Regions from separate parts of the Mus musculus genome. Here regions 1, 2, 4 and 5 are each linked to region 3. Evidence: chromatin contacts called from public promoter capture Hi-C data. All regions are on one chromosome and are shown on one strand. The core of a region is the stretch at or near the end of the contact, and the rest is flanking DNA. Distances in the headings are between cores, read along the strand shown. Region 1 holds the start of Tfg (Trk-fused gene). Region 2 holds the start of Cep97 (centrosomal protein 97). Region 3 holds the start of Cldnd1 (claudin domain containing 1). Region 4 holds the start of Zbtb11os1 (zinc finger and BTB domain containing 11, opposite strand 1). Region 5 holds the start of Pcnp (PEST proteolytic signal containing nuclear protein).

Region 1 (6,269 bases), core at 783-3,282, 2.0 Mb before region 3:
GAAGATCTTACAATAAATCTGCATTTACTGCCTTCTATCTATAGGCCATATAAGTCAGCAATATAGACTAAGGACCGGTGCTTAGAAAGCTGAACACTCTCAGTTCCTGAACCATAGAACCATCTCACAGTACCTTCTTTACCTGGCCAGAAGGGGCACCTCATATCAAGATACACTCCCAAGTAAGACCAAGTTCCAGCACAAATGTACTTGGTAATTAATATGCCCTCTGATGGAACTGGGAAGCACTCAGCTCCAGTGGACCTAAAAGCTAACATTACATATCCTTAACATCTACCATGGGTGGCCCAGTTTCATTTCTAGTTTCCTCCCTGCAGTCTTAGCTAAAAGTTGTCCATTTGTGTAGCAATGTCAGGCACCACCGTTATTTCCTGTCCCAAGAGAAAACCTCGTCCACACAGCTGTCAACTCTGGTCCTGCCTTTCTCTAAGCAGGTAGAGATTAACATGAATGAGTTCCTAGAACTACTGTTAAGATCACTATGCATTTTCTGATGCATCTCGTTGCTGTCTTACTACTTCCTAAGTCCAGAAGTGACTCAACCTGGAACTTAACCTTCATCCAAGAAATTCCTGGTAACTGGGATACACTGATGTGTCCAAGGACATAGCCCCTGCACTAGGATACCTCAGCCTCAGGCACCTGTTGCTTAACCTGAGAAGAGGCCCTCTTTCAGAAGCTTCTAAAACGCCCACCCTCTAAACAAGTTTCTTTTTCCCTTCTTTCTTTTCTTGTCCCCGCCTCCCCAAGACAGGATTTCTCTGGGTAGCCTTGGCTGTTCTGTAGACCAGGCTGGCCCCGAACTCAGAAATCCACCTGCCTCTGACTCCTGAGTGCACCACCACCAACTGGCTCCTTTTTCTTCTCTATTTTTTCTTTCTCTCTTTTCTTTTCTTTCTTTAAAGAACCTTGATTATTCTAAAACTGTAAGTGGGTCTCAAAATCTGTATGACACGCAGTGTATATGGCAAGAATGTAACCATTTTCACTGGTAGCTATGTGAGCTCAAGTTCTTCTCTGCGGCGTACTTTCTGCACATGCGAAGGGAGCCTAACAAGCTACTTTGGTAGAATCTTTGAGATTACCTATCTACAATTCTCCCTACCGTGCCCAGAGACGGCAACTTAACAAAAGTTGGCAACTGTAATCAGTAAAACTGGGTAGGGCCCCAAGAGGACACTAAGCACGGGAGTGTACGACCGAATGGGGCTCCTTTCTGTGTCCTCAATCTACCGATTAACTCCAGGTCTACGCTCCAACGTCCAAGCCACTCCCGGGGATCAGGCACAAACGCTTTGGGCTTTCTCAAGCCCCCTTTCTATGTCTTCCATGATTCACCCTCCACCTTCCAAGTTGCTCTAGAGGGTGAAGCACCGAGCAAACGCCCCAGGCTTCTTCGATCCCTGGTTCTCGACCTCCGTAAGAGGTACCCCCAGGCTCCCCTCTACTCTCTGGGGCCGGAGGGAACAGGACTTGGGGTATCAGCGGGGCCAAACGCCCTCCAGGTCAGGCCGGGCCGGGCGCCCTCTCCTCCCCCTCCCTCCCTCCCTCCCAGCCGCCCCTCCCCCATGCCGGGCCGCTCGTCCGCCTCACCCGGGCCCTGCGCCCTCCCTCCCAGCCCCTTCCCACGGTCCCCAGCCCCACCCTCCCACCCGGCGCTGGGAGGTTCCAGAAGCCCTGCGGCCCTCCCGGTTCCCCCGACCTCCTCCTTGAGTCGCCACGCGCGCCTCACTCCGGCGGACATACCCCGCTTGCCGAGGCCGTCCACCTCAGCTGACCCGGCCGCTGCGGGCTCACTCGGTGTCGCAGAGGAGGCTTCCAAACCCCGTCCGCTCCGCCGCCGTCCGCCGAGCCTCGCCGAGCTGCAGGCTGCGCAGAGCTGGCCAATCGCACGCACCCGACGAGCCTAGCGACAGCCACGGTCCCGTACGTGGCAGGTGGGAAGCGCAGGGGCGGGAGCGAAGGGGAGAAAAAAAAAAACTGCCCTGGCGCCCCGCCTCCAGGCGCACAAGCCAGTCAGGACGCATGCGCAGTGGGTGAGGGGCGGGGCGGGCGAAGACCCCGCTGCGTCGGGTGAGCGGCCCGGCTTCCTCACTGGATGACCGAGTGTAGGAAGTGCGAGCCGAGGCGGACACGCATGCGCAGGGAATTACCAGCACTTCCGGTTTTCCGGGCAGCCAGTCTTTCCTAAGTCTGGCTGCTGGGTGGGCGGGGCGTAGTCTGCAGGGCTGGGTTTGCTACGAGAGCCTGGGGGAAGTGGGGCATCTGTCCAGAAAGGTTTGGGTCTTGTTGCTTTGTGGCTGTCGTGACTACGCGCTAGTCTGTCACATCTCGGAAAAAACGAACCCCTTTTCCGCCTTCTTTCTACACGTTCATTCATTCATTCATTCAGGATTGAGTGCCTACGCTTTGCCGAAAGAGTGCTAGGATGAGTCAGTTCCCCAGCTAAGCTCTACCCAAACATTTAGGAAGATCCGAGTTTAGAGGGCACACCCACCGGTGCAAAAGACAAACTTGGATAGTAAAAACCGAGGCTTCAAGAAGGCTTTTATAGGATAGAGATTTGACCATACCCTACACTCGCCTAAATTCAGTTTTCTTTTTGCTTTGGATGTGTTTAAATGGATGGAACTTGAGAATTATCATCCTGAGTGAGGTGACTCAGTCACAAAGGAGCAAACACGGCTTGGACTCACCCTTGAAAAGACTGCTTACACATTGGTCCCTGACTAGTGTCTGAGCAACTAGAATTCAACAATGCTTCCACTGTTCTTTATTAAGAGCCATCCCTTGTGTCTAAAGTGTTTGAATAAATGTATTTTACGCTGAACACATTTCAATCTGCTTGCAATCTGGGTGCCAGGAATCTTAGTACACAGCAACCAGTGGGTCCCGTAATCTCCTTTAACAAGAAGAAGAAGAAAAATAAATAAATAAAGCAAAGTGGAGTGGTATAATCTAACACTACAATCTAAGTCTTACAAGTAACTTCTGGCAGACTATTCACATGGTTTAGGGACTTGTTGCTGGAAGAAATTAAGTGTGTCCAGGAAGAAAGCTTAGATGTGTGCTCTGGTCTCATACAGACTTCTTTCTTTATAATTTGTTCTTTTGCTATGTTCCTTTATGTTCTTTTCTATAATACCGTATGTCCTAGACATGGATACAGTTCCCTATAGTATCTGTGCAAAAACCATACAATGCCTATAGATGTAATTTGAGCATACTTTTTATTAAAAAAATCTACATCTAGAAACACAGAGATCTCATTACCAGAATAATCTGGAAAGAAGAGGTTGTAGATTTTGTAGCAGTGCTCAGAAAGGACTTTAGTACTGTTGCTTGTCTGCTTTCAGGACAATATATTCATTCACTACTTAACTGGGGTACTATTTTGTTAATAATTTCAGCTTACCTTCATAGTCACAAATTTTAGTGGTGGCCTGAAATTCAGAGTTTTCCTTGTCTTGCTTATTCCTTTATAATGTCTTGTGATCTTATCTCAAATCACATGACTTGTAACTGTCATCTAAACTCCCAGTCTAGAACACATCCCTTCTCTATTGCTGTCTAGTGAGTACCGGGTGGTTGGGGGTAGGGGGTTTCATCTTCATTTATTATCACCAAGGTCCAGAAAGTCTCAGTTATAATATTATGGTTTCATGGCAAACAAAGTCCAAAGTCCAACAAATTGTAAGATCATACCTCTGCATGTAGCAAAGTTCCACTGGGGAAACTATACAGATAGATAGGAACTGTACCAAACTATACAGATAGGAACTGTACCAGAGGCCCCTGGGAACAGCTTGTAAGAGATAAGCATTGGATCATGTCACTCTGCCCTACTTGCCTCTACTGCACACACACACACACACACACACACACACACACACACACACACAAACACTCCACATCTTCAGTTAAGAGCTGGTACTCAGAAACATGACCAATGGGCCAAAACTGAATTATAACTATTTACACCCTTTGGAATAATCAGAACCTTAAAAGTTAGCACTAAACTGCTAAGTATTGCTGTTGCCACTGTAAAATGACTCAGCCTCCTTAGAAAACAGCTCAGCTCTTACTGATTTTTTATTAGGTATTTTCTTCATTTACATTTCCAATGCTATCCCAAAAGTCCCCCATACCCCCGCCCAACTCCCCTACCCACCCACTCCCACTTCTTGCCCCTGGCGTTCCCCTGTACTGGGGCATATAAAGTTTGCAAGACCAATGGGCCTCTCTTTCCAATGGTGGCTAACTTGGCCATCTTCTGATACATATGCAGCTAGCTATTATTGATTTAATAAAGTGTTTAAAAATACAGGTTTAAAATAAATTACAATTACTCTGTGACCCAGTGACTCTAAGCAGTATTTTAAGAGAAAATAAAATGTTAGCCAAGAACATGTCCAAAAGTAAGTTTGATTCCTAATAGTCAAAACCAGATAAAATGTTTTCTTTTTACATAAAGGAACAAGCCCAAATTTTCTTCAGTAGATGAGAATTTCAGGGGACTTCAATGTGATTATTATTATTAATATTATTAGCAGGACTACATAAGTATGTAATGGTAAGTAAAATTATAATACAATCTCATTAACTGTTAAAGTTAAGACAAGGACTCTAGGGAATATAGAAAAGTAGACAATGGTTTAAAATTAAACCATTATGGATTTTGCTGTTATAAACATATTTGTGAAGATGACTATTCACTAGCTGTAATAAAGGATAAAGTACAAATTACATATCTCAGGTATACAATATGATATTGAGAACTATCACGATCATGCTAACATAGCCATCTCCTCACGGCTATACATGTGCAAAATCATGTAATGTGTCCTCAGCACTGTTGCGAATACAGTACACCACTATTAGTTACAGTGACTCTGCTGCTGTCCAGTAGAGTTCTAGAACATACCCAGTGTGAGGCTGGAAGTTTGCAGGAAACAAGCCACCTTTTCCTCTACCACCCAATCGTTGGTGGTAGTATTCTACTCTCACCCTGTGTGCAGCTGTATTTCAGAATCCACATAGACCTGCAATTATAGACAGTGTTTCTGCAGCTGGGTTCTTTAGAGTAATCCACACTGCTGCAAATGGCCATGCCTTTCTTTCTTCCCTAAGGCTGAGTACCTCTCCATATAAACAATATATACAATTTCAATTTGTGAGGATTCAACCTACGGTTCAGTTTGTGATAGTGCAAAAGCAGTATGAATCTAGTAGAATGACACTTCAACTTTGAAATTTGATCTTTTTCTAGGTGAGCAATATGTAGTATGATTTCAAAATGTTGGGCTTCAGCCACAAGCCACAGCCCCCAGCCAGCCACCCAATCATGACAGTAAATGAGTGATACTGCCCAGTATATTACATGGCATTCAGTAAACTGCACCTTATTATGAAACCAGCTCCCTGATATGTGATTTTGTCCAACTGTCAGGGGTCTACACATGTTTGTGTAGGCTAAGCTATAGCACTTGCTACTTTGGGCATATTAAATGCATTTTATTATGGTATTTTTAATTTACAATGAGTTACTTACAAACTCACAAGGTAAAAAGTGCCCATATATGCTGAAACTACTTTACTCAATCGTCCAAAAACCAATAGTTATGTGGATTCATTAGCTTTACTGTCATGAATAACACCACACAAACACGGGAGAAAAAAACAAAGAAGCAAGATAAACTTAAAGATGGAAATGGGAGGAGAAAGAGCAAGGGACTGGCAGTTGAGTTGTGAACTTTCAACTGTCAGTTAAGATGCAGGCAAGAAAATCCAAAGGTCGGATGATTTGTTTCTCTTGACACTGCAGGAAAAGAAGGAAAAAAAAAAAAAAAAAAACCTCACCAGGAACTATCATCCCAGAGGTAACCAGAAAATGGGTAGAGTAGGACCTGCTCATATTCAACAGCTTGAAAATGAGTTCCGAGTCTTTCTTACTATACGTTGTTTTGGTTTTCTTTTTAAAGCCACATGTTATAGTCTGTATTTACTCTTATCCTATTCTCCCTCTGGATGATCCCACTCAAAGACAGTTCAGACGAGGAAAACGAGTGACCAGTCTTAGCCTGGCTCATTTCTCAGCAGATATTCGTATTTTGTCAGATGTAGTAGCCCTCTAAAGTTTGCTCTCAGCATCCCTTCTGTGATGTAGTTGTCTATTCTTCACAGTGCTTAATAAGCATCTGTCAAATAAATTATCCCTTATCTCTCCCTCACAATGAGTATTTGACCCA
Region 2 (6,092 bases), core at 1,980-4,479, 2.8 Mb before region 3:
TTAGATTGGTTTTTGTTATTGTTGTTTGGGGTTTTTGTGTTTTGTTTTATCTTTTGCTGTTGTTTTCAGACAGGGTCTGATGCTGGCTAGGCTGGCATAAACTATGTATCCAAGGCTAAATTTGAACTCCTGATCTTCTTTCCCCCAACTCCCAAATACTGGAATTATAGCTATCATCACATCAGACCCTAAAACTTACTTTTTTATATAGAGATCAAAATGTTTATAACCTAACTTCAAGTACATCTTCAAGAGCCCAAAGTCGTGTGCACGGGAGTGGTGGGCAGTGTCTATCATGCATGCCCAGGGAAGCCAGAGGAGAATGCTGGGTGTCCCGTTCTGTTACTCTTTATTCTCTTGACCCACTCTCTCAGTGGGCCTTAAAGCCTAGCGCTGGATTGGAAGTCAGCAACCTCCATAGCACTAGGTGCTGAGCTTTTCCATGTATGCACTAGGTGCTGGGGCTTTGCCCATGGATGCTGGGGATTTGAACTCCAGTCTGCACACTGTCACTTCGAGTGTTCTTACCCACTGAGCCATTTCTACAGCCCTCACTTTGTTTTTCAAGGCAGGATCTCTCACTGGCCTGGAGCTCATCAAGCAGAGTAAGCTACTTGGCCAACAAGCACTAAGACTCCGCCCATGTCACTTTCCCGGCACTTGAGACCACAAGCTCCTGCCACCAAGCTCCACCTTTTACTTGGGTTTTGAGGATGGAACTCGGGGCCCTCATGCTTGTCACATACAGCAAGCACTGTGCCAACTACTCTCTCCCAGCGACTTCGAAGTCATTTTGAAAATCACAGTGTAGATAATTAATCGATGGAATGCAATGATTTTCTAATTTCACAAGGTTGCAGGCAGCACTAAATAAAGCACTTGTAGCACAAAGTCAGACTGTAGCCCCTACCCCCCACACTCCCACCCCCAACCCCAGCTAATCACAAATCCAGACTGTAGCCCCCCACCCTTTTAATCACTTCAGACAAGTTTCCTTCTCTTTTTATCATTTATTTTTCAAAGTCTGAAACACCCAAAACTAAGGTGTTGGCAGGTTTGATAACTGAGACCCCTCTCCTAGAGGCTGGCTGACTCCTCGCTGTGTCCTCCCATGTCTTTCCTCCAAGAGTCACTCTCTTAGCCTCTCCCCTCTCCATTTCTTCTTTGAGTTAACTTTTCTATTCTACAAGACATAGATGACAGCCAGGCGATTTTTAAAGTGCCAACCTCTCTTCACTTTCAAGGTCAGCTCCGTCTATCTAGTGAGTTCTGGGACAACCAGAGCTACATACTGAGACCCCCCTGTCTTGAAAAAACAAAACAAAACAAAACAGCTAGGCAGTGGTGGCCTTTAATCCCAGCACTCCGTGGCAAAGGCATCTCCTTGAGTTCAAGGCCAGATTAGTTTTCTGAACCAGTTCCAGGACAGCCAGGGCTACACAGAGAAATCCTGTCTTGAAAAACAATGGGCTGGAGAGATGGCTCAGCCGTTAAGAGCACTGGCTGCTCGTCCAGGTTCTGAGTTCAATTCCCAGCAACCACTTGGTGGTTCACAACCATCTGTAATGAGGATCTGATGCCCTCTTCTGGTGTGTCTGAAGACAGTGACAGTGTACTCACATACATAAAGTAAATAAATCTTAAAAAAAAAAAAGGCTGGAGAGATGGCTCAGAGTGGTTAAGAGCACTGACTGCTCTTCTAGGGGTCCTGAGTTCAATTCCCAGCAACCACATGGTGGCTAACAACCATCTGATGACCTCTTATGGTGTGTCTGAAGGCAGCTACAGTGTACTCATATAAATAAATAAATCTTTTTTAAAAACTATAAAGTTGTTTTTTTTAAAAAAAAAAAAAAAAAGTGGATGAGCCACGTGCACAGCACAGCTCACACCTTTAATCCCAGCACTGGAGAGGCAAAAGCAAGAGGATTTCTTTGAGTTTTTGATCAGTCACAGCTACATAATGAGACCATGGCTTTGAAAAGAAAAAAGAAAAAGAGTGAGAATATAATATAAACATTGTTCTACATAAAAACATGAGATAATGGGAGAAAGGCATCCAAAATATCATCTGGCTCTTTGGGGGCGGGGAGAATGGCTCTGTAAGTGCTTATTGCTGCTGTTCTCGGTGAGCTAGGAAGGTTGAGAAAAGAAGCTATCAGAGTGGGCGGGGCCTGAGTAACTGCCAATTTCAATTTTTCGATCAGACTGGAGCTACCTTGGGATGTAATTTTTCGGTTCTGCGCTCCTAGAGGGTTTCAATGCTTTTCGGTTTTCTTATCACGTGAGGCGTCGTGAGCCCCTTCTTCGAGATGAAAACTAGACTGTCCTGGAAAAGCGCACCTAGCGTCCGCACACAATTCCTAAGTGTCGACACATGTTTTAGCCGAACTCCTTCCCGTAGGAACTCAAGGGTCTCCGGGTTATGAGCCTCAACTCTACCTACCCTGCTCTGCCCCAATCGGGCCAGCTGCTACCACGCCTCAGAGTGTAACCAAAACAAAAGCTCTGAGGTCGGCGCCCCACGGAGGCATCTCCCAAGCACAGGCGCACCCCCCAACCTGGGCTCTGCCAAACAAAGACCAAACTCGACCCCGGGACCCGGCCTGCAGAATGATCGGGGAGCAACGCGTGTCTGGGTCATTCTCAGATTCTACCACGGCTACTGGTCACTTCCAAAGAAGAGTTCAAGCAGACTGTGATGCGGTTTCAGATGAGATGCTTCCTGAACGTTCTCGGACGAGAAGGAGAGGCACGGGAAATAAAAAGGCTGCACTAATTTCCTGTGGGCACTCGGAACTCAAAGTAAACGTCCCAGAAAGGTCACCGCAGTCCGAAGCCCACTGCCCCCAGTCAGGCTAAGGAGAGCGCGGGACAGGGGCGCCGGGCACCGCGAAGGCTCCTGGGGACTGAAGTCCCTCATTCAGCCTTCACAGTAATGTTGCGGGACTGGACCAGACAGCGGGACTACAACTCCCAGTAGGAAGTGCGCCTCCGTGTTGCTTACAGCCCCTCATCAAAAGAACTGGTCCAAAACTGCACCTCTAAACCCAGGCTTTCTCTTTACACCAAGCAACTGTTTAATATGACATACTGAAGTAAACTTTGGAATTTAGGGGTAGGGATCATCGTACCTTCTCCCGGAGCCAGAGCCCCGTCGACTCGCGCCACCGCCATACTTGCCGCTTGCTAATGACACCAGGCAACCGTCTTCTGCCGTTCTGTAGAGCATGTAGTCAGCAGTGGGGCGCTGCAAACTACAACTCCCAGGATGCACAGCACTCACTCGACCCAATTGGCTCCCTGATGGGACTTGCTGGCTACAATGTGGGAGGTAAAGCTTAGAAGACCCGGGTTGACACCTAAAGTTGATCTGGTGAGCAAGCTGTATTGTTAGATAAACCATTTCACTCCAGGGCCAGGTGTTTGAGAAATTCGACACTTTTACCACCTGGCACATTATAAAGACGTTGTTTAAAACTGAATTTGAGAACTCATTGCCAGAAGTCTCTATGGCAGCTACCCATTTTGACAATTCTGAATTAAGTTTAAAAGGTTTTAGCTTCTCTATAGGAATGACAGTGAAATATTTTGACATAGTCAAATGGATACGTTATATTTGCAATTTACCCAATCTTACCTAATTAAATAGATTTAAAGCCTCAGAAACTGATATTTTTGTTTTAAATGGTGGTTCTTACACATTGAACAGTTTGGTCAAGGAGTATATTTGATACATATGTACCCAGAACTTTTTCCAGAGTATTCAAAAAAGTTTAAAATAGTTTCCAGAGTCAGGAATACTTACTTTACCTGGTTGGGAGGGCACAGGCTGATCTTTTTTTGATTTAACTATGAACTCGGTAATCGGGAACTAGAAATTACAATCTTTGGACAAAACTTGACAGGGGAAGTAAAATTAAGCTAGGGTTTACAAGGTAACTCAATCGTACAAAGGGGGCTCCACTTTCTTTCATCAACTGCTCAACGTACTAAAAGCTACTCTTGGTGTTCGAGAAATTCAACACTTTTACCACCTGGCACATTATAAGGACATTGTTTAAAACAAACTGATGTTGAGAACTCATTGCTAGAAGTCTCTATGGCCGCTACCCATTCTGACAAGTCTGAATTAATTTTAAAGGGTTTTAGCTTCTCTATAGAATGACTCGCTATAAGGCTCTCTCTGAAGTCTGAGGATTCCTGTTCAGGAAAATTCAGTAACTTGGTGCTTCTAGCTTTTCAGGCTCAAAATTCTAAGAGCATTTCCTCTTTCCTGGTTCCCTTTGGCATCACTGCCCTTAAAGACCTTTCTGTTTCCCATTGCTTTAGTCTAAAGATACTTTTCTATTTCTGAAGAAACAATAAGAATTCCCCCCTTCATTTTAACCAGTAGACACCTTACTTGGAGAACAGTCTTACAACTTTATATGTCTGAAAACAAAGCAAGCCTGTCGTGGTGGCCCAAATTTTAATCCCATCAGTTGGGAGGAAGACTATATATTGTTAGATATTGGAAGAGGCAAGCAGGAGGATGTCTGTGAGTTCAAGGCCACCTTGGTCTACATAGTGAGTTTAATCATAGCCTGAGCTATGCAACAGAGAGATTCTGTCTAAAAACAAAACAAGTACACATGTACACACACACATCAGACACACACACACACACACACATCAGACACACCGGAAGAGGGCATCAGATCCCATTACAGATGGTTGTGAGCCACCATGTGGTTGCTGGGAAATGAACTCAGGACCTCTGGAAGAGCAGCCAGTGCATAAATTAAAACAATTGGAGAGGATGAAGAGACAGCTTAGCCAGTAGGGGAGTTTGCTGCCAAGACTGATGATCTGAGTTCAAGTCCCATAACCCACACAGTAGAAGATGATCACCCACTCCTGAAAATTGTGAATTGTGTTCTGAGTTCCACATGTGTGCTACCTCATTCATGGAGAGAGAGAGAGAGAGAGAGAGAGAGAGAGAGAGAGAGAGAGAGAATATGTAACTTAGAAAAAGGAAGGGCCAGGAGAGAAGTATGCCAAGTCCAGCCTTGGCCACATAGAGGCACCTTGTCTCAGAAACAAAAACAAACAAACAAAAAAAAAAAACCAAATAACAACATCAGCAAACAAGAATAACCCAGAGAACCCCTCCACAGGGTGATCACATACTGGGGATGACCATGCAGTTGTGTCCGGCTTTTCATCACTGAAGAGTGTTGTCGTTCACAAAGTTCACACGAGAAGCACTCTTGTCTTGTTCACTGTTTTTGGTTTTGGGTTTCTGAAACTGTTAGGGATCAAACTAGGCTCTCTTCATCTGAGGCAAGCACTTAACCACTGAGATACATCCCCAACTCAAAGAAAAAAAATTGTTTTAAACTTTTCTGTATTTTAAGGTTTTTTGTTTGTTTGTTTTTACAGAAGCTTTGCATTTTATGAGGTCTTATTTGTCAATTTTTTAATTAATTTTTTTCTTGGATATTTTCTTTATTTCAAATGTTTTCCCCTTTCCAGGTCTCCCCTTCAGAAACCCCCTATCCCATCTCCTGCTTTTTAGGCTTTTTTGAGACAGGGTTTCTCTGTGTAGCCCTGACTGTCCTGGAACTCACTCTGCAGGCCATGCTGGCATCAAACTCAGAAATCTGCCTGCCTCTGCCTCCCAAGTGCTGGGATTAAAGGTGTGCGCCACCACTGCCCAGCCAAAGGAGGTTTTTCTTCAGAGGAAGAGGAAGGGGCTGGTGAGATGCTCAGATGTTAAAAGCTCTTGTTTTGCTGAGGAACAAGTCCCCGCACCCACACTTCAGTTCCAGGGGATCAGATGTCCTTTTCTGATGTCTACAGGGAACCATGAAAATGCAAAATGCACATATATACATGCCGGCCAAACATTTACACACATAAAATAAAAACAAATATTTATACAAAACTGTTAATGTTTTTAATGAGGAGAATTGTGTCAGATAGTTTGAGTTACAAGAAACAAAAAAGAAAAGAAAGGAAAAAGGACAAGATGCTAAAGAGATGTTTTAATGGTTTAAGAGCACTGGCTGCTCTTCCAGAGGACCAGAGTTCAGCTCCTAGCACCCACA
Region 3 (6,235 bases), core at 1,185-3,684:
ATTTTTTATTTGCTTTTTTTTTTCTGAATCAAGGTTAGCCATTGTTCTATAGTAGACAGATACAAAGCAATTTTGATCACAATTTTAGCCTTTGGCTAGAACTCAGAAACTATTTCTATTTTCCTTTCTGATCACCAAAGTTTATAAGAAAAATAGAACAAATATTTAAGATGAATATGCAAGGTTGCTATATTTTGATTAACACAAGTTAACAGTGAACATTTTAAATAAGAATTGTATTTAAGAATATTAGGGAACCTGAGAGGGAAGGTAATTATTGTGGAAAGAGCATTATCTAACCATATAGATTTTTCTGTTACTGGGCTCATTTATAGTGCACCATAACTACAACACTTTCCTTCTGAACACTAGAAACATCAGCTTTAGAAAATTTAGCCAGAAGCCTAGTTCAACACTGTTTGAAGCCTATATCCCATAATCTGTGATAGTTGCTAAGTTACTTGGTTCATTAATAATACATATGAGACTAGCAGCCCAGCAAAAAGTAGGAGTAAACATTTAACTCTAAAAATTGATTACAGATGATTGCTACCCACAGAACATAGCATAAATAAAAATTGGAAAACACCAAAGATACAGAGATAACTCAGAAATGTGAATGTGTGGTCTGTGGGACTGTGTTTGAGAAGGAAGTTGAGGTCTTCTGTTCTGTGGCTTTCAGGGTGGCCAAAACCCCAAGGACACACTTCCATGTTGACCCTAAGCTTGTGAGTGAACAGGGTTCTGAGCGTTTTCTGGGTGTTCTGTGCTGTTGGAAGGTGAAGGCATCATTGTCCTTTGTAGAGTGACTCCAGAACCTCGTACCTCCTGTGTCATGACGACTAAGTGTACTGTGAGCCCAGGACTTAGAACTTCCAGAGCACACGACTAAACAAACACATTGAAATGCCCTCCTGGCAAGTCTAGCAGCTGGGTAGTTAGCAGACAGGTCCGGAAGCCAGCTGAGGTGTGCAAGAACACTTACCACTATTTATGACAGGCTTCTCCTCTTCATCTGGGACAATCGGGAGTTGTAAAAAGCTACTTCTACTGATCTTATTCAAACACTGGACATTCAATTGTAAATAATGCTTTAATGATTCCTTAACAATCCTCAGGTCCTCTGCCTGACATTTTTTACATTTTCTTATCTATAGATTCTATTTTCAAAAGTCCATATATTGAAAACCAAAGGCAATCTTATCTTAAAGATTATGAAGTAAATTGTCCAGTGTCTTAAGATTGGTTTACTAACCTCAGTGTTGATGTTTGCCAAGTTAGTTCATCTTCATGGGCTTCAGTTTCTCTGTCTACAAACTTAGGCTGTTTCTTTTCTTCTTAAAAAATGTCTCTTTACCAGAATTGGTTGCACAAGTTACTTCAGGAAGTAGACGTCTCATGAAGGCCGGTGGATGAAGACATCTGCTGCATAAGTGCATTCACAAGTCTTACTGTGGATTCACTATTCGACTCTACACACTCATCGAGCTTTCAAGATGACACCTGAGGCAAATTACGTTTTCATTTGATGCTATCCGTGAAAATCTAGTCATGCCTTGTGGATACTGGGCTCTGCCAGAAGTCCTTTTCCAGACACAGCCTGTGATGGTGAACCGGAACCACAAGCTAAAGGCAAACGATTTCTAACTTAAAAAAAAAAAAAAAAATCTTCTCTACCTGTTTAGAAATTCCTGTGAAGTATTTGAGGGCTTAGAATCATTCCATTGCTTCCATGTCACACAGCCATCTGTCTCCGAGGCTACCCACAACTTTTTCTGTTGAAAATGATCTCTAAATTCCATTTCATATTACATTCACACTTTAAAGTAACATTTTTGAAATCTAGTATCCTTCGGATTTACAAGTTGGGTTTTTTTTTTTGTTTTGTTTTTTTGTTTTGTTTTTTACAACTGAAACAAACAGGGAACTTGATTACAGTAGAGAGCAAATAACAGATTTCTTCAAACAAGAATAACGTAATTATATCAGGTTATAATGCTAGTTTAGTTAGATCCTTAGTTACATTTAAACAAAACAGAAGAACACGTTGTTCAAATGGGAGGGACGATGTAGGAAATGGGAGGGGGGTTGATATTTGAAGAGTAGAGTTCCATTAAAGTTCATCAACTCCGTAGTACTGATTTTTAGAGGTAGGGTGTTATCGTAGGGAAAACAGAAGACTCGACGTTAGATCTCGGCTAAATCAAAGCCTTTGACTATGGTTGACCAAAGATCCTCCCCCATCACTTTCTGGAGCTTGGTCCCTCCTTTTTTGAGGTGTAACAATCCCGCAGTTAAGACTTCAGCTTTCCTCACTGATCTTCAGAGTTCTTTCTTCGGAGAGAACTACATTCCCCACAATTCCTCGCGCGTCGTCAGGCATGCTCTCCTCTGGCTCTAGCCCCTTCTCCTCCAGTATTCCTACAAGTCCCACAAGGCCCCTCGGCCCAGGGCCGCTTTGGCCCGGCCTGGGGTGGAGGTGGAGGCGGAGGCGCGGGAGTTATGGAGGGGGCGGGCTCTGCAGGGAAGTACGTCAGAGGAGGCGCGGGGAGAGTAGGGTGCTGTGGTCGGAGCTGGAGGGCGAAGCCGGTGGAGTGAGAGGATGGGCGGTGAGTTCGCGGGGTCGCGGGCCGGCTCGGCTCGCGACCTGGGGAAAGGGCTCCTTGCTGGCGCGGCCAGGCCCGGGGGCTGGAGCGGCAGGCGGGGCGGGGAGGGGCGGGGCTCCGGGCCAAGGGGCCGGGGCTGGCTGGGTTCGGGTACCCAGGGCGCTCGCCCAGCCCTGCCGGTCTCCGCCCGCCCATGCCAGGCCCTGCTGTGCGGCCCAGGGTGACTGCGCTAGGCGCAGCTTCCAGAACCCGGCCTTTAAGGTCATCCGAGAGCACCAGGATGGACGAGAATTTTGAGAATCAGAATACAAATCGCACTTGCTGGGCTATTGATGACTGTAGTCGCCCCGGTCTTTTCCCCAGTCACTCCCCATTTTCCAAACTCCGCTCCCCAGTTTGTAAGCCTGTTTTCACGGGTGCTTGAGACGAGGGGTTTGGTGCTGTCACGGTGTGCATACATTTGGCAGGGTTTGACTCAGCGTGATCTTGCCTTGAGTCATTTTACCGCGGCCATTTACTACCGCCGTGGAGCCCTGTCCACGCCTAGGGAGTGTTCAGATTTTGCCTAAGTCACTTTTCTGTTTGCGAGTAGGGATTATTTAGTTTTTATGGATCTGTGCTATATTTTAGGATATACGGAGCAGTATTACAGTTTGGGAGGTTGAGAAGTGTGTAATGGAATGGGGGGCGGGGAGAGTAAGGAGTGAAGAATCCGGTTGTGTCAAGAGGCTTGGCTTAGCTTTAATTGAATTGAAGGAGATTGATAACTAACATGGTGTTTTTGCTCTCTTTGCTATGACATACATTTAAACTTTCCCCTCGGGTTAACACCTTCAACTCTGATTTCCAACTTACACCTCACTTCTGCCCTTATTTATAATTGTAAGCCTCCCCACTAAAAAAGCTGGGGGGTCTTCGTTTCCTATTCTGCTGTCTTTTTTCTCACACAAGCCTGAAAACACATAGCATGTTTATAGCTTGTGTAAAAATCCACTCTGCATTTAAGGTGTGCACGCTGCACTGCTGACCATGGGCATGTCTGTTGTTTGTACCTGTAATGTGTATGTCCTTTTCAGTGTTGTCTGTTTTAGTATGCAGGTGATAGACTAGAGAACAAGACTTCTGTCTCCGTAGCATCTTGGGTATGTGAGCATTCAATAAGTACTTTTCATGAGAATGCCTTTTGTTTTAAACTTAACATTTGTTGCCCTTTTGTTTGTAAATTTTTTACATCGATAAATGCATTGCGTTATGGAAAGAAGGGATGGGGAGTAGGGTAAAGGGGCTTTTTTTTTCTTTTTAGCATATTCTGATTTGCTCTTGAGGTCTGACTTTTCTTTCTTTAACTTAAAACAGAGCAGTCTGAATGCCAGAATGGATAACCGTTTTGCTACTGCGTTTGTGATTGCTTGTGTGCTTAGTCTGATTTCCACCATCTACATGGCGGCCTCCATAGGCACGGACTTCTGGTATGAGTATCGAAGTCCCATTCAAGAGAATTCAAGTGACTCGAATAAAATCGCCTGGGAAGATTTCCTCGGTGACGAGGCGGATGAGAAGACTTACAACGATGTTCTGTTCCGATACAACGGCAGCTTGGGGCTGTGGAGACGGTGCATCACCATACCCAAAAACACTCACTGGTATGCGCCACCGGAAAGGACAGGTACGTCCTTTACGTCCTAATAATGATGGCCCAGTGACGTGCAAGCTTGTCTGTGCTTCCTTCCCCTAAGAAAGTCTTCTGCATCTGTTTTATTCCTATCATTGTCTTGCCTCAACTTCCGTGCAATCCCATTGTCCCCGATGATACCACGGCACCTCATATTGTGATCAACACTTGAATCCTCATACTTATTTGCCAATTAAATTGTTTTTTATTCATGCCACATGTCACGAGGAATTCGCTTGAACAGTTGAAATATTTGACAGTTTGTGGTATTCAAAATCAAGTCAGAATGTGAGTTGCAGAATCAAGTCAAACTGTGAGTTGATTGCCCTCTTACAGTTAGCTATGTTAGCCAGGCGGCAGTGGCACAAGCCTTTAATCCCAGCACTCCGAGGGCAGAGACAGGTGAATCTCTCTGAATTGAGGCCAGCCTGGTCTACCGAGCAAGATCCAGGACAGTCAGGGCTATGCAGAGAAGCTCTGACTCTCTCATAAAGCAAACAAAACCAAAAATGATTACCTATTTTATAGTAGGTTTCCATCATTTGCCTTGTATTTTAGAGAATGTAATTTGACCAACTCTGCCTTTAAATCTGTACATATTTGAGACTTGTACAACTATAACGAGTTAATAACCTAAACAAAATTACAGAAGAATCTAAGTTGTCTCTCAGAATTATTCTTCAAAAATTCTATCAACACAAAGACTTTAATTTTTCAAGTATTAAATTAGAAAGTTTACAGTTTATTTTTGTTTATATTTACTTCTTTTGGCCTTTCACTGAGTAAGCACTGTATTCAAATCATAGCAGAACACGCTTAAGTTTCCATCTATTAAAAGGAATACCAGATCTGAAAAGTAGGTTTACATTCAAAGAAAGGGAACACAGCTGCAGTGTATTGTAAAACCTCCGGTTCATAAGCAGAGACATCCTGGCAGGTGTGAGCGGGACACATCCGAAGAGGAGAGCTGACCTTGTCACTGGCTCATATCTAAACCCATGGGCATAGTGCAAGGCTATCAGCTTGGGATTGCTTAGGAGCTGGTTGTAATTCAGATGTGAGATCACTAGAATCAGAGCAGCATAGTAACCCTGGGTAGTAGCTAGATCTTGAGTCTACTTTGAAGGAGTAGCTGTTAGGATTTTCTGTTAGAATGTATATGGGTAAGAATGATTGAAGCTTTTTGTCCAGAAACCTAGGAAGGTTGACTATGTCAACTTTTGAGGACGGTGGTTGATATGGAATGTTTCGGTGAGAAAATCAGAATTCCTCAGATTGTGTCCCTGTCCGTATTTCCTGGTTTCCTAACATACGTTCTCCTTTGTTCCTTTATGTTTCCTTTCTCTCATCCTTGTGTCTAAATCTTGAGACTGTCCCTGAAACTCATTGATGGCAGCAGAGTCATCTGTATGTCACTGGGAGCCATAGATTATGCATGCTTGGGGGAATGTCTTCCTGCATCACCTTTTACTTCCAAAGATAACCACTGAAAGATTATTATGGCATCTTTTCCAGGAAAATAACAAGCAGTCATTGTTCTTGTTCCAGAGTCATTTGATGTGGTTACCAAATGCATGAGTTTCACACTAAACGAGCAGTTCATGGAGAAGTATGTGGACCCCGGCAACCACAATAGCGGCATCGACCTGCTTCGCACCTGTGAGTACTCGGCTCTCAGCAGGACACTTGGAGAATATGTGCTGGGTTGAGGTGTGCCGTGGGAATGATGTGCTGGCACACAGTGTCACCGTGAGCTGCCTTCCTCAGAAACGTTCCAGGGAGCTCTGCTCCATGGCTACTATGATTCGGAAGACAGAAACATACTTCACAAACTTCAAATAATTTGTAGTTGAGGGACCGAATTCAGTGGAGGGTGGGACTTAGATCACCAAAGGATGTTACTAGGGGGAGTTTAGTAGGTTTACCAAATAAAATTTCTACTTGAAGTGCCCACTGC
Region 4 (5,555 bases), core at 2,203-4,702, 2.8 Mb before region 3:
GAAGTGAACTTTAAAAATGAGTTACTTTGACATTTATTAACACAGTTAAATTAAGACAGTGGAAGGTATGTAAAGACTTAACAGTAAGGGCAAGGTGACAGTCGCATTGAATAAGTGATGTGACTTTTTTTTTTTTTTTTTTGCAGGCCCCCACAAAGGCAGCACCTAAACAAAAGATTGTGAAGCCTGTGAAGGTCTCTGCCCCCAGAGTTGGTGGGAAACGCTAGTGTGGTAGAGCAGAGTTGGAAATAAAGCTCTATCTTTAACTCTAGGTGGTGCTGATTGATTTTTTTTTCCTCATCAAAAGCATGAATTCTTACTTGGGGCGGGGCATTTTAGCCACAGACTGCATGCTTTCCTTGACTTGAGTTCCTAGGTCCAACCTCCAGCTAAAAATGTTAATTTCTCATTTGTGTGGTGGCACACACACTTAATCTAGCACTCAGGAGGCAGATCTTGAGTTCCAGGACATCTCAGCTACAATGCCTCCTAATATGTCAGTTGAAGAGATGGCAAACAAAGTGATATGGTTGTGAGCCATGTTTGGAATAGGAGACATGAAAAGAGTTGAAGGCCCGCCTTGGTTCCCTGTAACTGCTTAACTCATCACGTAGTACATCACCATTAGCAGTTAGTTTAGAACTATTCAATCTGTTCCCCCATGAAGACCTCAGTGAAGACCACTGCTGTCTCATGGTTTAAGACTCAAGGCCTGGAGCCTCAAGATGGTCTTGCCACCTGTCAGTATCTTATATAGGAGCGCACCTACACATGCTGCTGGACATTTTCCTGTTGAAACTAGATTTCACTGTCACTGTGGCCTAAAATCCTCAAGAAATTAACCAGCCTCGACCTTCTGGGTAATGAGATTAAAAGCATGGTGCCACTGCACCACCACCCCCCCCCCCCCCCTTTTTAAGGAAAGGATAAGAGACATTCTGGCCTATTCTGGCCTTAAACTCTGTATCTTTCTATTAGAGTGCTTTGATTACAGTTGTAATATTGCTTAGATATTGTTTTCTGGGCTAAGAGTTATACAGCCATATAACATTTTGAGTTTTCTTTCAAGTGGGATTGAGTATTCTAGGGTCTGCTCGTAAACTGGAGACCTCAGAAGTGCATGGTCATCTTGGCTGTATGATGAAATCAGGTTAAGAGCACCACTGACTGCTCTAACAGAAGTCCTTAGTTCCAAATTCCCAGCAACCACATGGTGGCTCACAACCATCTGTTTTGGGAGCCCTCTTCTGGTGTCTGAAGACCGTGACCATGCACTCACATGTAGAAAATAAAATATTAAAAGTATCTGAGGTATGAGGGTATGACTAGCCTAGTAACAAGATCTTTTTCCCAAACAACCATTAGCTTGTGTAAAAAAATTAGTACATGGAATGTAGGCCTTTGCAAGGACACAAGTTTAAAGTTTAGCTTTTCTTAGGAAAGTCTGATTAAAGGGAAAAAAAAAAACCAAAAGACCAGTAACAGTTCCTGGGTTTTCTCTCTCTCTCTTTTTTTTTTTTTTGTTTGTTTGGGTTTTTCGAGACAGGGTTTCTCCGTATATTAGAGCTCACTGTCCTGGAACTCACTTTGTAGACCAGGCTGGCTCGGGACTCAGAAATCCACCTGCCTCTGCCTCCCAGTGCGCCACCACGCCTGGCTGTAACAGTTCCTGTTACCTGCAAATGCTTAGATGGATCTTAATTGTATTGGCAACATTCTTTTTATGTGTATTCTCAAGATTTGATTCAAATATCCCGTTAGCGGTTTTTTTTTTTAAAGTACAAAGGTCATGAAGCCACACCCTGTACAAACCTGTATCTGAATCTCTTGGGAGAAAGATGCTCTCCATTTTTACCCTTCATTTCCTTCATAGACGATGGAAACACTCTAACCACTGTCTGGTTTCTTGAGCCCACTGCCACCTGCTTGCTCCTTACCTGTGGTACCACAAACGTTTAAAAGCGTCATAGATAATGTGTGTGTCTTCTAGGCAGAAATAAAGAAAAATAGCTTCTTTAACTAAAGTCATTGGGTTGGGAAGCCTGGAACCTTCTAGCTTCAAGGAATAAGCACAAAGCGTCCGGGCATTACAAGGAAACGGGATTGAGAGTTACTTCTGCATGTTATTTAATCATCTAAGCAATCTGGACCTGCATAGTCGTCACCATGGTGATGTTTCTAGAAAATTACTTAGGTAGTTTGGAGAAAATTCGTAACACTGAAGCACTTAATGCTCGGTAATACTGCGACAGTATTTGGCCCAGAGGCTCAGACAGTGGCAATCAATTGCTACAGTTTCAAACTCGGCGGTATCTGGTATATCTAGTCTCAGAGTATACAGAACAACTGACTCAGTTACCGTTTACGGGGAGGGTCTCAGGGAAACAAACAGCGAACCGCTCAAACACGTGGCTTTACAGAGAGCGTGGGAAAGGAAAGGGAGGGCGGTGGGGGAGGGCCCTGCCAAGACTTAAGATGTCTGCTGAGGACCCCCGTATCTGCCCGAGAGAGCGCGTTCCCTCTTCCAACATGTCCTCCGCAGTGTTGACGTCACACCGCCGGCTCCCTGGGAGCGCAGAGCCGTAGCGCGCTCCAATCGGGGTGGCGGCCCCGCCCCGCTCCCGCGCGTCACTTCCGGTGGTGCAGCAGCCATTTTGTCAGTCGCCAGCGGATCCCGCGCGCTGCCGAAGTGCAGTTCCCCCTGGTTACCAGGTGGTCGGTTCTTCCCCTCCGCGCTGCCGGCGGGCGGGCAGGCGGGCGCCCTCGGAGAGAGAGAGCGCCCACCACAGGCGTCGCCTTCGCTCCTCCCCGGGTCGCCGCGGCCCCTCTCCCGAGCCGCGGCGCTGTCTGCCTCTCCTTACCACTGACAGGCGCCCCCGAGGGCGCTGCCGGCGGCTATGTCAAGCGAGGAGAGCTACCGGGCCATCCTGCGCTACCTGACGAACGAACGCGAGCCCTATGCGCCGGGCACCGAGGGCAATGTCAAGCGGAAGATCCGCAAGGCCGCCGCCTGCTACGTCGTGCGCGGCGGGACCCTCTACTACCAGCGGCGGCAGCGGCACCGCAAGACCTTCGCCGAGCTGGAGGTGGTGTTGCAGCCGGAGCGTCGCCAGGGCCTCATCGAGGCGGCCCATTTGGGCCCCGGGGGCACCCACCACACCCGGCACCAGACCTGGCACGACCTGTCCAAGACCTACTGGTGGCGAGGTGAGTGCGCCGGGCCCCGGGGGCCGAGGGGGGCGGCTCGGCCCGGCCTGCGTGCGCACCCGCGAGCCCTCAAGTCTGGGGACCGGGCCGTATCCTTAGCCCGGAGGCGTGCGTGCGTCCGTTCGGCTGCGCGGCAACCGCGGGACCCAGCCGAGCCAAGCGGAGCAGAGCGGGCTGGGGACGCGAAAGCAGCCGCACTTCCCCTACAGGAAGGAGGCCCGGGAGGCTGGGGGCGGACCCTCGCCCGGGGTGGGGCTTCGGGGGCTTCCCTCGGGGCCGGGCCAGGCGGTGGAGGGCGTGGTGCGGCCTATCTGGGCCCGCCCCCGAGGCCCTTAGGGGATGGTGGGAGACCCAGAGGCAGAGGCAGACCTACCCTCTCCCTCTCCCTTCTGCCGTAGAAAAAGCTGTCCCAAACCCTGGCTGCCGTCTCCCAGTGAGTGCCGCTCGGATTTGGCCATTGGACTAGGTCCAAATGTCTGTTTCTGCAACTGCGACACAGAAACAAGGAATAATGTGGTTATTAGGACTAATGATGGCGCAGTCGCTGTGAGTCCCGGTTTTAGGGCATTAGGCAGCCTTCCAGACTGCCAGATCCTTTTTCTCGGGAGATGGGACAAGACCGACATACCATAAGAGGTTTTATTTTATTAGGAGGAATGATGACACTTGTGTCGTATGTTTTTTCTTGTTTTGAGTGTGGCACTCCTCCCACCTCAGCCTCTCACGTGTTGATATTACAGCCCTGACTCACCAATCACGGTGACAGGGATCCTGTTTCCTAACGCTTTAACGTTCTTTTTACTTTGTGAAAATAGCCTCGGGAACTGTGTTACGCAGTGTGTGTTGAGAAAAGATCAGGCAACAGGTTTATTGACGGATTGTTTCTCGATTTGAGGCAAGATCTCACTAAATTACTCAGGCCGGCCTTGAGTTAAGGATCTGAGTGCCTCACTAGCTGGGATTACAGACCTGTACCATCAAATCATTGATTATTTGGGAGCAGAATATAATGACCCTAGCACTGTTTGATCCCTTGGAGAGTAGATGAGAGCAGAAAAGCTTGACCTTTTTCTTTTTAATTTTTTTAAAAATGTATGTGTGTGAATGTTTTCCCTGGCGGTGTGTGTGCCCGCACCAGCTGCCCACGAAGGTCAGGGAAGGGCATTGGATTCAGAACTGGAGTTAGGTTACAGATGTTTCTGACACCAGGTAGGTGCTCAGAATTGAACGCTGGTCATTTGAAAGAGCAAAAGTACTGTTTACTACTGAGCTGTCAAGCCAGTCCCTCTAATCTTTCTAGTAAGTTTTTAAAATTCTATTTTATGTGCTGTGTGTATGTGTATGTACATGCAGGCTAGGGCTGGCAGCCTTATTTGTTGAGTCATCTCATTTGTTCTAGATGCTAGTTTTTGTTAGGTTTACCAACTTTGTCATCAAGCCTATTTTAGGAACTCTTTGGTAGTCCTTTTGTTCCTTAGAGAAATCTTTAGTGGTTAACAGGTTTATCTTATTCTCATACAGTTTTTCTTTATATTTCAAAATTTGTGTGTATGGGTGTTTTGCTTGTATGTAAATGTGTGCCTGGAGCCTACAGAGGTCAAATGGAATTCCTAGAACTGGAGTTATGAATGGTTGTGAGCTACCATGTGGGTGCGTGGAAACAAAAACCTTGGTCCTCTGAAAGAGCAACAAGTGCTCTAAACTGTAATCCATCTTCCCTGGCAGTTAATATGACCTCCTAACACTTGTTTGATATTTGTAAAGAATGCCTGAATAAGCTGGGTGTGTGGTAGTATATGCTTTTAATCCTAGCGCTTAGGAGGCAGAAGCAGGCAGAGCTCTGAGTTTAAGGCCAGCCTGTTCTACAGAATGTTTCCAGTACAGCCAAAGCTAACCATGTCTCAAAAAAAAACCAAACCAAACCAAATTAAGTGAAATGAAAAAAACCACCACCACCACCAACACCAACAACAACAACAAAAAAAACCCTGAATTAAGCCAGGCCTATACCAGTACTCCAGAGGCAGAGGCCATAGGATCACTGCAAAGTTGAGGCCAGCCTGGTCTCTCCCTCCCCACCTCCCAAATCTGAACTAAATTTCCAAGAAATGTTAACTGTGAGGAATAAAACTAGAATCATGGCTGCATATTGTTCATATTGAGAGGCAGAGGCAACCTGTTCTATCAAGTGAGACCTTTGTCTAAATGTAAAAAACAGAGTATCAGTGTCTCACTTTACTAATTTCATGTTCTGTTTGCCTCTCTGCTGCATGATTCTTTTATTCCCACCTCTGCCCAGGGTAGGAATATGTTAATATAACCTTTCTATGCATGCAGCATAACCATAA
Region 5 (6,309 bases), core at 595-3,094, 2.7 Mb before region 3:
TAAGTTGCTTGTCTCTAAATCTAAGTTTCTACTTAAGTTAAAGAGCTACACAGGGGATCGTCTCCCTACTAAAATAGAGCACGGTCGTGAGGCCCAACCCTAGCATAAATGGGGCCTTGGGTTCAACCTCCAGGATCAATAACGAGGTTGAATGAGTAGGGAAACTACTCGTATTTCCAACACCGTGGGCTGTCTCACAGAAGAAAGGTTGCCAAGTCTAGACAAAGTTTTCCAAGAGAGCTGAACACTTGCCTGAAGCTTATCAATTCAATCCTACCTATGGGCGAAATGTTTCAGTTAAGAAACTCTGCATGACCCCTGTATGTCTGATATTAAAGTGAGCTTTACGAAATCAGGCAAATTATGAAGAAAAGGGCTGCTATTTTAAGTTACCAACATAAAATAATCAATGTAACCCCAACACTGTTAAGATGGAAATATTATTCACAGGACAGAATGTCCCTCAACTGAAAGGGTGGCAAGTACACTGCATACATACACACGAATTTCTTTAGACGTTTAAGGTACATTTTAGCAGTACCTTAAAACGATGTTCTCAGTCAAGGCAAAAGGACCTTAAGTTCAAGGCCACCCCAAGATACTTTAGGCTATAGTTTTTCCTCAAACTACTTTTAACATATAGAAGGTCTAAAGTAAGAACTAAAATCATTAGCTATTTTACTAGTTTATTTTTAAAAAAAAACAAAATGAGGAAGAGACCTGAGAAAGTGGCCGTGGCTTGTAATTCCAGTACTCAGGAAGCCAGAGCTAAATGAGCTCCTAGCTCAAACCGGGGGTGGGGTGGGGGCGGGGGTGTTCGGCAATTAACAAACTTGGTAGACCCTACTTTTGGCCTTTATGCGATACTGAACCTATATGTTCTCACATTTAAGTATTTCAAGGATAAGCCCGAAGAAAGCCAGAACAGTGAAAGGCTAAAACATTCTAAGCATGTGCTAATTATCCTTCCGACAAAAGGGCGTAGGGGAAAAGAGACTACGCATTTCTTTTCCTTTATGTACACCATCAAAAATTACGGGGGTAGGAGGAACGAAAAGATAGCTATAATCTGAGTTTAATTTCGCGACAAATTACAGGAAGATCACACCTTCCTACCACGCCAACGAAATATCTGACATAGACTCCGCTGCTGGCAGCCTAAGAAAGATACCGGAAAGAAAGCGAATCAAACCCTAATTTCAAGCGTTTGCTGCTTGAGCCAGATTCCCCTCTCCCCTGCATCGCCTCGACTTATGCCATCGCAGGGTTTATAAATGTTATGTCTGAAAATACAGCAGAGAGTGGGCTGGGGTCTTCCACCTCCGCAGCGAAAAAGAGAGCATCAACCCTCGTTACGTGTAACCGAGAGGCCGGCGACCTCGGAAAGCCGGCATGCGGCCAGTGCCCGCGGCGGCTCGGCGCTCGTGCGGCGGCCTGAGTGCGCAGCGGGCCCTGAGCTCTCTGCTGTTCGGACTCCCGGGCCAAGCTCCCACCTCCCTTCGCACCGCCCGGTGGTAACCGGCGGCCTCTCTGATTAGGCGACGCGGACCTCGATCTCCCCCGCGGGCCACACCGGGCGTGCCCGGCACTCATCAGGGCCCAGCCCCTGGCCGGGCGAGCGCCAGCTCCGCCGGCTCCTGCGATGCCGGAAAGCCCCCCAACCCGCCCTGGGAACCCCAAAGAAAGGCCGGAGTAGCCCCCGTAGCCCGCGACGCTGGGGTTGTGTTCACCTCCGGCGGCTCCGGCTCGCTGCGGCTTCTCTGGCTTCTCCTCTCCCGCCTTCCCGTCCGCCATCTTCCTCGCCGCGGCCTCCCCCTGCAGCCCGGGCAAGAACGTCACGGCCCCGCCCAGCAACCACAAAGCTTCGGGCGGGCCAGCGAGGCCGCAGCCTAGAGAGGACCTGGAACCCGAGACGGGGACGGATGTGACGTCGTTGGCTGGAACGAGGTGTGTGGTGACGGCTATGGAGGACTGGGCGGTGGGATGGCACGTCCGGGTTAGTACGGACTCACCGATCGTGGAACGGTGGGTTCAATCCTAGGTGCTTCCACGCTCAGCGGTGGTCGCGGCTGGTCCTTCATTTTACGGGATAGGGCTGTGTTCTTACAGAGAAACGTCAGCAGTTAACGGACGCTGTCTTAGTGTTGACACCGTCCAGTGCGGTCCGGTGTGCAATTATCGTTTCCATTTGTGCAATGACACCGAAAAGAGACTTATGGAAGATCACGTCGTAGAGCCTTACGGAAATTGGGGCGGAAGAAATTTCCGCGGCTTTTGCATTCGTGAAAAATTCAGCGTGAGAGTTGTAGCAAGCAAGCAAACATTAAAAGCAGAAATAGGTATACGTGGAGGTCAAGGGCGCTTCCTGCTGTTTCAGAGGACAGTTCAATTCCCAGTTGGGTGGTCTACAGTTAACTGATAACTCCAGTTCCAGAAATCCGACTACTAAGAGTTCACACTCACTTGCATATATTCAAACACCTGTTTAAAAAAAAATACATAAAAAACAAACAAAATCCCCGGCTACACTCCGAAGGGCAGGAGCTGTCTTTCTTACGGAGAAGGGTAGTTTGCTCTACTGCAGTTTGGAGATGTCGGCTTTGTATCTACCCTATTCCACTCATCCCTTCTCTAATAACGTTTAAAATACGCCCCAGCCCAGCTTCAACGTTCGGAATTGCTTTGAATTAGAAGTTATTCACTTCTTGGTGTTTTTCAAGGAGTTTTCTTTACTCCTATAAAACTGTCTGGAGTAAAACTGTCTGCTGGTTAAATCGCCCTATTCTTTCAAGGTAAAAGTATCCGACAGAGTTTTATCATAAAAGCTAGTGCCAGTCTTGTCTCTTAACCTTCATGGACACAATGAACAGCACAAGAGTTGTCTTGTAGCGTTCCCTGCCTCTGTGCTAGCACCAGCACTTGTCTTATACTCAACAGTAAAATACAGGACTCGTCTCTTCCAGATTGGAAACACCTGTTAAGTCCTGCCTCTCCTAGAAACCTTTAGTAGATTCATTTAGTGTCAATGAAATCCATGCATCAAGTATGCTACAGCCTCATCTGTTTCTTACTTCTTTTTCTCTATACTCATTCCTCTGCCCAAATTTGGTCAATTCCTAGCCTGTAATATACACCCAGTATTAGAGAATATAGTTCATTCTGTCCTCCAAGCAACATTGAGTGTTGCTGTCCACAGACCTGCTTTTACTTCTCCATAAAATATCAGTGGACTGTTGGTTGTACCTCAGTTGGCCAAGTGATTGCCTAACGTGCAAAACCCATGGTGGGTTTCATCTCCAACACTGCATAATGAAGTGGTGGCACATATGTCTAATTCCAGTACTTGGGAAGTGGAGATAGGATCAGCCTGGGGTATGGGAGACCCTGTATCCAAATAAATGCTAGTACCCCTTCAACAGGTGATCATGGGATAAAGGTATCATCCTTAGCTACACAGCCATTTCAGTACCTGCCTGAGCTCCATGAGGGCCTACCCCCAAACTAAAACAACAGAACAGAGAAACATGGATGTTGGTAACAGTGGCTATACTGAATCATCCGGTTATCTCAAGATCAGAGTTTGGATCCCTAGTATTCACATAAAGCTGGGGTGCCAGTCATCCTAGTGCCAGAGAGGGAGAGGCTGAGACAGGAGGTCCCCTGGGGTTTGCTGGCCAGCCAGTCCAGCCAAGTCGGCCACCTCCAGGTTGTATCAAAAGTTAAAGTGGCACCAGGGATGGTGGCCATGCCTTTAATCTCACTCAGGTGGATCTTAAAGGCAGCTTAGTCTACATAGTGAAAACACAACTCAAGATAACTAAGACAGTCCAACGACACATGTGTGCATACCCACATGTACACACACATCAGCATATAGGCACAAAAAATTAAAACTAAAAAGCAGCCACATTTCATAGCACCTTGTATTGGTGGTTACCTACACGAAAGCTGTTCGGTATCTGTGAATGAATAACTCAGGCTTCAAGTAGAGATGGGGAGCACTTACCCATTCAGTTCACTGTTTAGCACATAATTATATGTAAGTGACCAGGAAACTGTCGTATAGTAGTATTTAACTCCTGCTTGGTTCACCATGTCTCCTATATGGCTTTAGAGGATAGTATTTACGATTCTCACATTTCTTGTGCCATTAATACCAGCACTTGGGAGGCAGAGGTATGTGGGTGTCAGTGAGCTCAAAGCCAAAGATATACCACAGACCCTTTCTCGGGGAGGGGATATTATGTATCACTCTAGATTGCTGTTTCCTCATGTAAACTTGGCGGCCTCCAATGTGCTGTTAAGCTGAGACCTCGATTCCCAGCAAAGACCCCAAAACCCAAACCATGTGGCTGGGAACAGAAACATGGCTGGGCCATCAGAAACCAGGTTCAGTTCCCATAAACCATGTTGGACATCTTACAACTTACTTGTAACTATAGCAAGGGATATGATGTTTCCTTCTGGTCTCATGGGTACTCACATACACAATACATTCACACAAGCAAGTACACATTAAAGTAAATAAAAACAGGGCCGGAGAGATGGCTCAGCAGTTAAGAACACTAACCGCTCTTCCAGAGTTCAATTCTCAGCAACCATATGGTGACTCACAACCATCTGTAATAGATATCCAATGCCGCCTTGTGGTGTGTCTGAAGACAGTGTCAGTATACACACATACATGAAATAAATAAATCTTTAAAAGGAAAGTAAAAAATAGTAAAAATATAGCTGTCTTAGGAGGGTTTTTATTACTGTGAGGTGACACCATGACCACAGCAACTCTTATAAAGGACAACATTTAATTAGGGCTGGCTGACAGTTCCAAAGTGTTAGCCTGTTACTGTCATGGCAGGAAGGATGTTGGCAGGTACAGTGCTGGGGAAGGGGCTGAGAGTTCTCCATCTGGATCCACAAATAGACTGACTGCCTGCCGCATTTGCATGGCCTGAGATCTGAAACTTCAAAGCCAACCTCCTAGAAGTGATGCACTTCCTCTAAGGGAAGGAAGCCATAACTATTCCAACAAGGCCATACCTAACAGTGCCAATCCCCAAGGACCTATCTGTGGGCATCACTTTATTCAAACAACAATAACTTCTAAGACGTATTTAAAAACCATGTGGCTGAAGAAACAGTATTTCCTAGAAATGCTATCCATACAATAAGTACTATGTATTAACCAGGTATTAATGTCAGCTTTTGTATTCATGTGTGTATATGCCTGCATGAGCTGTGTTTACCACATTTCATACAGGTGCCCTTAGAGTCCAGAGTGTGTCAGACCCACCAGAACTAGAGTTACAGGGGTTGCAAGCCACCCAAAGTGGTGCTGGGAACTGAATTTAAGTTCTCTACAAGAGTCCACTGAGACATCATTCTGGTCCAGACACATTTTCTGTCCTAAAAAATTGCTTTTATTTACTCCAAACTCAATTTTCATAGTATTAGGATTTCCCCTAACATGCTAGGGAAAACCAGTTTTTGGACAATCAAGATTATGTAATGCAATATACCTTAACTTAGTGCCTGGAACACAACCAATGTTATATACAGGCTTTAATTTCATAATTAGAGCTTCAAATTTTAAAAGCTTTAATCTATTTCCTCATGAAAGAACAGTTTCTAACATGGATAAATAAAGAGTATGTATAATGGAGCCAGTCATGGTGATTCAGGCCTGTACTCCCATCATTTGGGAAGTGGAAGTGGAGAATTAGGGTTGAACCTGGCATAGGCTACTGGAGACGTGCCTTCCCTCCCCCAAAACAAAACTCACAAAACAACCCAAATCAACCCTCAAACCAAAATGGACAATAAAGTCTGATATTCAAAGAATCGATTAAAAATAAATAATATTAACTTTTATTGTGTTCAATTCTAGATTAATTATAAACTTGATTGTTTTTACAACAAATAAAACATACTTTCAAAGTTTTGCTGATACATACGTCTAGTCTGGCCTTGATGGAGGACAAGGCTACATGGAAATCCTGTTGCAAAAAAGCAAAGAAGAAGAAAAAATAGGCAAACCTCTACTGTTAGTCTAGAGAGACTGACTTTAAGAGATAATTCCATTTAGGAATAACTACATTCTTGTCACCATACTTTCAGCCTGTTTTCTTCTTTCACCATACTTTCTCACTTAGGTCACCTTTTCCACGTGCGCACATTTAAGGAGCCTTTTCGAAATGAATTTAAAGTCTTTGTCTTCTTCAGTTTCCTAACAAGTTCCTGAGATTGCTCAGAAACCTCTAAATAACCAGTATGCTTTCTCCTGGGAACAAACTTGAGAGCCTCTTCCCA

The links. Promoter capture Hi-C pulls out the DNA fragments that hold promoters and counts their contacts. Capture Hi-C pulls out chosen DNA fragments and counts their contacts.
Region 1: a promoter capture Hi-C map of liver shows a contact between it and region 3, with 8 times the contacts expected there. The contact joins the promoter of Tfg here to the promoter of Cldnd1 in region 3. A contact is called at or near these places in 9 of 39 promoter capture datasets (the 3T3-L1 cell line, the C10 cell line, cranial neural crest and 4 more), 4 of 484 Hi-C or Micro-C datasets (CD4 T cells, liver, olfactory sensory neurons and 1 more), 2 of 115 datasets of contacts at active chromatin or transcription factors (astrocytes and cardiomyocytes) and 2 of 9 other capture datasets (adipose tissue and liver).
Region 2: a promoter capture Hi-C map of pre-B cells shows a contact between it and region 3, with 6 times the contacts expected there. The contact joins the promoter of Cep97 here to the promoter of Cldnd1 in region 3. A contact is called at or near these places in 1 of 39 promoter capture datasets (pre-B cells), 1 of 484 Hi-C or Micro-C datasets (B cells), 1 of 115 datasets of contacts at active chromatin or transcription factors (astrocytes) and 1 of 9 other capture datasets (adipose tissue).
Region 4: a contact with region 3 is called in a promoter capture Hi-C map of liver, with 4 times the contacts expected there. The contact joins the promoter of Zbtb11os1 here to the promoter of Cldnd1 in region 3. A contact is called at or near these places in 2 of 39 promoter capture datasets (liver and pre-B cells) and 1 of 115 datasets of contacts at active chromatin or transcription factors (astrocytes).
Region 5: a contact with region 3 is called in a promoter capture Hi-C map of liver, with 3 times the contacts expected there. The contact joins the promoter of Pcnp here to the promoter of Cldnd1 in region 3. A contact is called at or near these places in 1 of 39 promoter capture datasets (pre-B cells), 1 of 484 Hi-C or Micro-C datasets (B cells), 1 of 115 datasets of contacts at active chromatin or transcription factors (astrocytes) and 1 of 9 other capture datasets (liver).

Annotation. Positions count from the first base shown.
Region 1 is chr16:56,715,418-56,721,686 of GRCm38.p6, forward strand. It overlaps Tfg (Trk-fused gene), which reads right to left and starts at 2,033. Exons shown (of 8, transcript NM_019678.3): 1 at 1,768-2,033.
Region 2 is chr16:55,931,619-55,937,710 of GRCm38.p6, forward strand. Cep97 (centrosomal protein 97) reads right to left here and starts at 3,230. Exons shown (of 11, transcript NM_028815.4): 1 at 3,135-3,230. The coding sequence starts at 3,177.
Region 3 is chr16:58,725,476-58,731,710 of GRCm38.p6, forward strand. Cldnd1 (claudin domain containing 1) reads left to right here and starts at 2,435. Exons shown (of 6, transcript NM_171826.3): 1 at 2,435-2,609; 2 at 3,698-3,748; 3 at 3,963-4,272; 4 at 5,827-5,937. The coding sequence starts at 3,981.
Region 4 is chr16:55,971,165-55,976,719 of GRCm38.p6, forward strand. It overlaps Zbtb11os1 (zinc finger and BTB domain containing 11, opposite strand 1), which reads right to left and starts at 3,453. Exons shown (of 1, transcript NR_027965.1): 1 at 2,104-3,453. It overlaps Zbtb11 (zinc finger and BTB domain containing 11), which reads left to right and starts at 2,640. Exons shown (of 11, transcript NM_173026.2): 1 at 2,640-3,207. The coding sequence starts at 2,898. It overlaps Rpl24 (ribosomal protein L24), which reads left to right. Exons shown (of 6, transcript NM_024218.4): 6 at 147-273. The coding sequence ends at 227.
Region 5 is chr16:56,027,873-56,034,181 of GRCm38.p6, forward strand. It overlaps Pcnp (PEST proteolytic signal containing nuclear protein), which reads right to left and starts at 1,845. Exons shown (of 5, transcript NM_001024622.2): 1 at 1,731-1,845. The coding sequence starts at 1,794. Trmt10c (tRNA methyltransferase 10C, mitochondrial RNase P subunit) reads right to left here. Exons shown (of 2, transcript NM_029092.4): 2 at 5,848-6,309. The coding sequence ends at 6,154.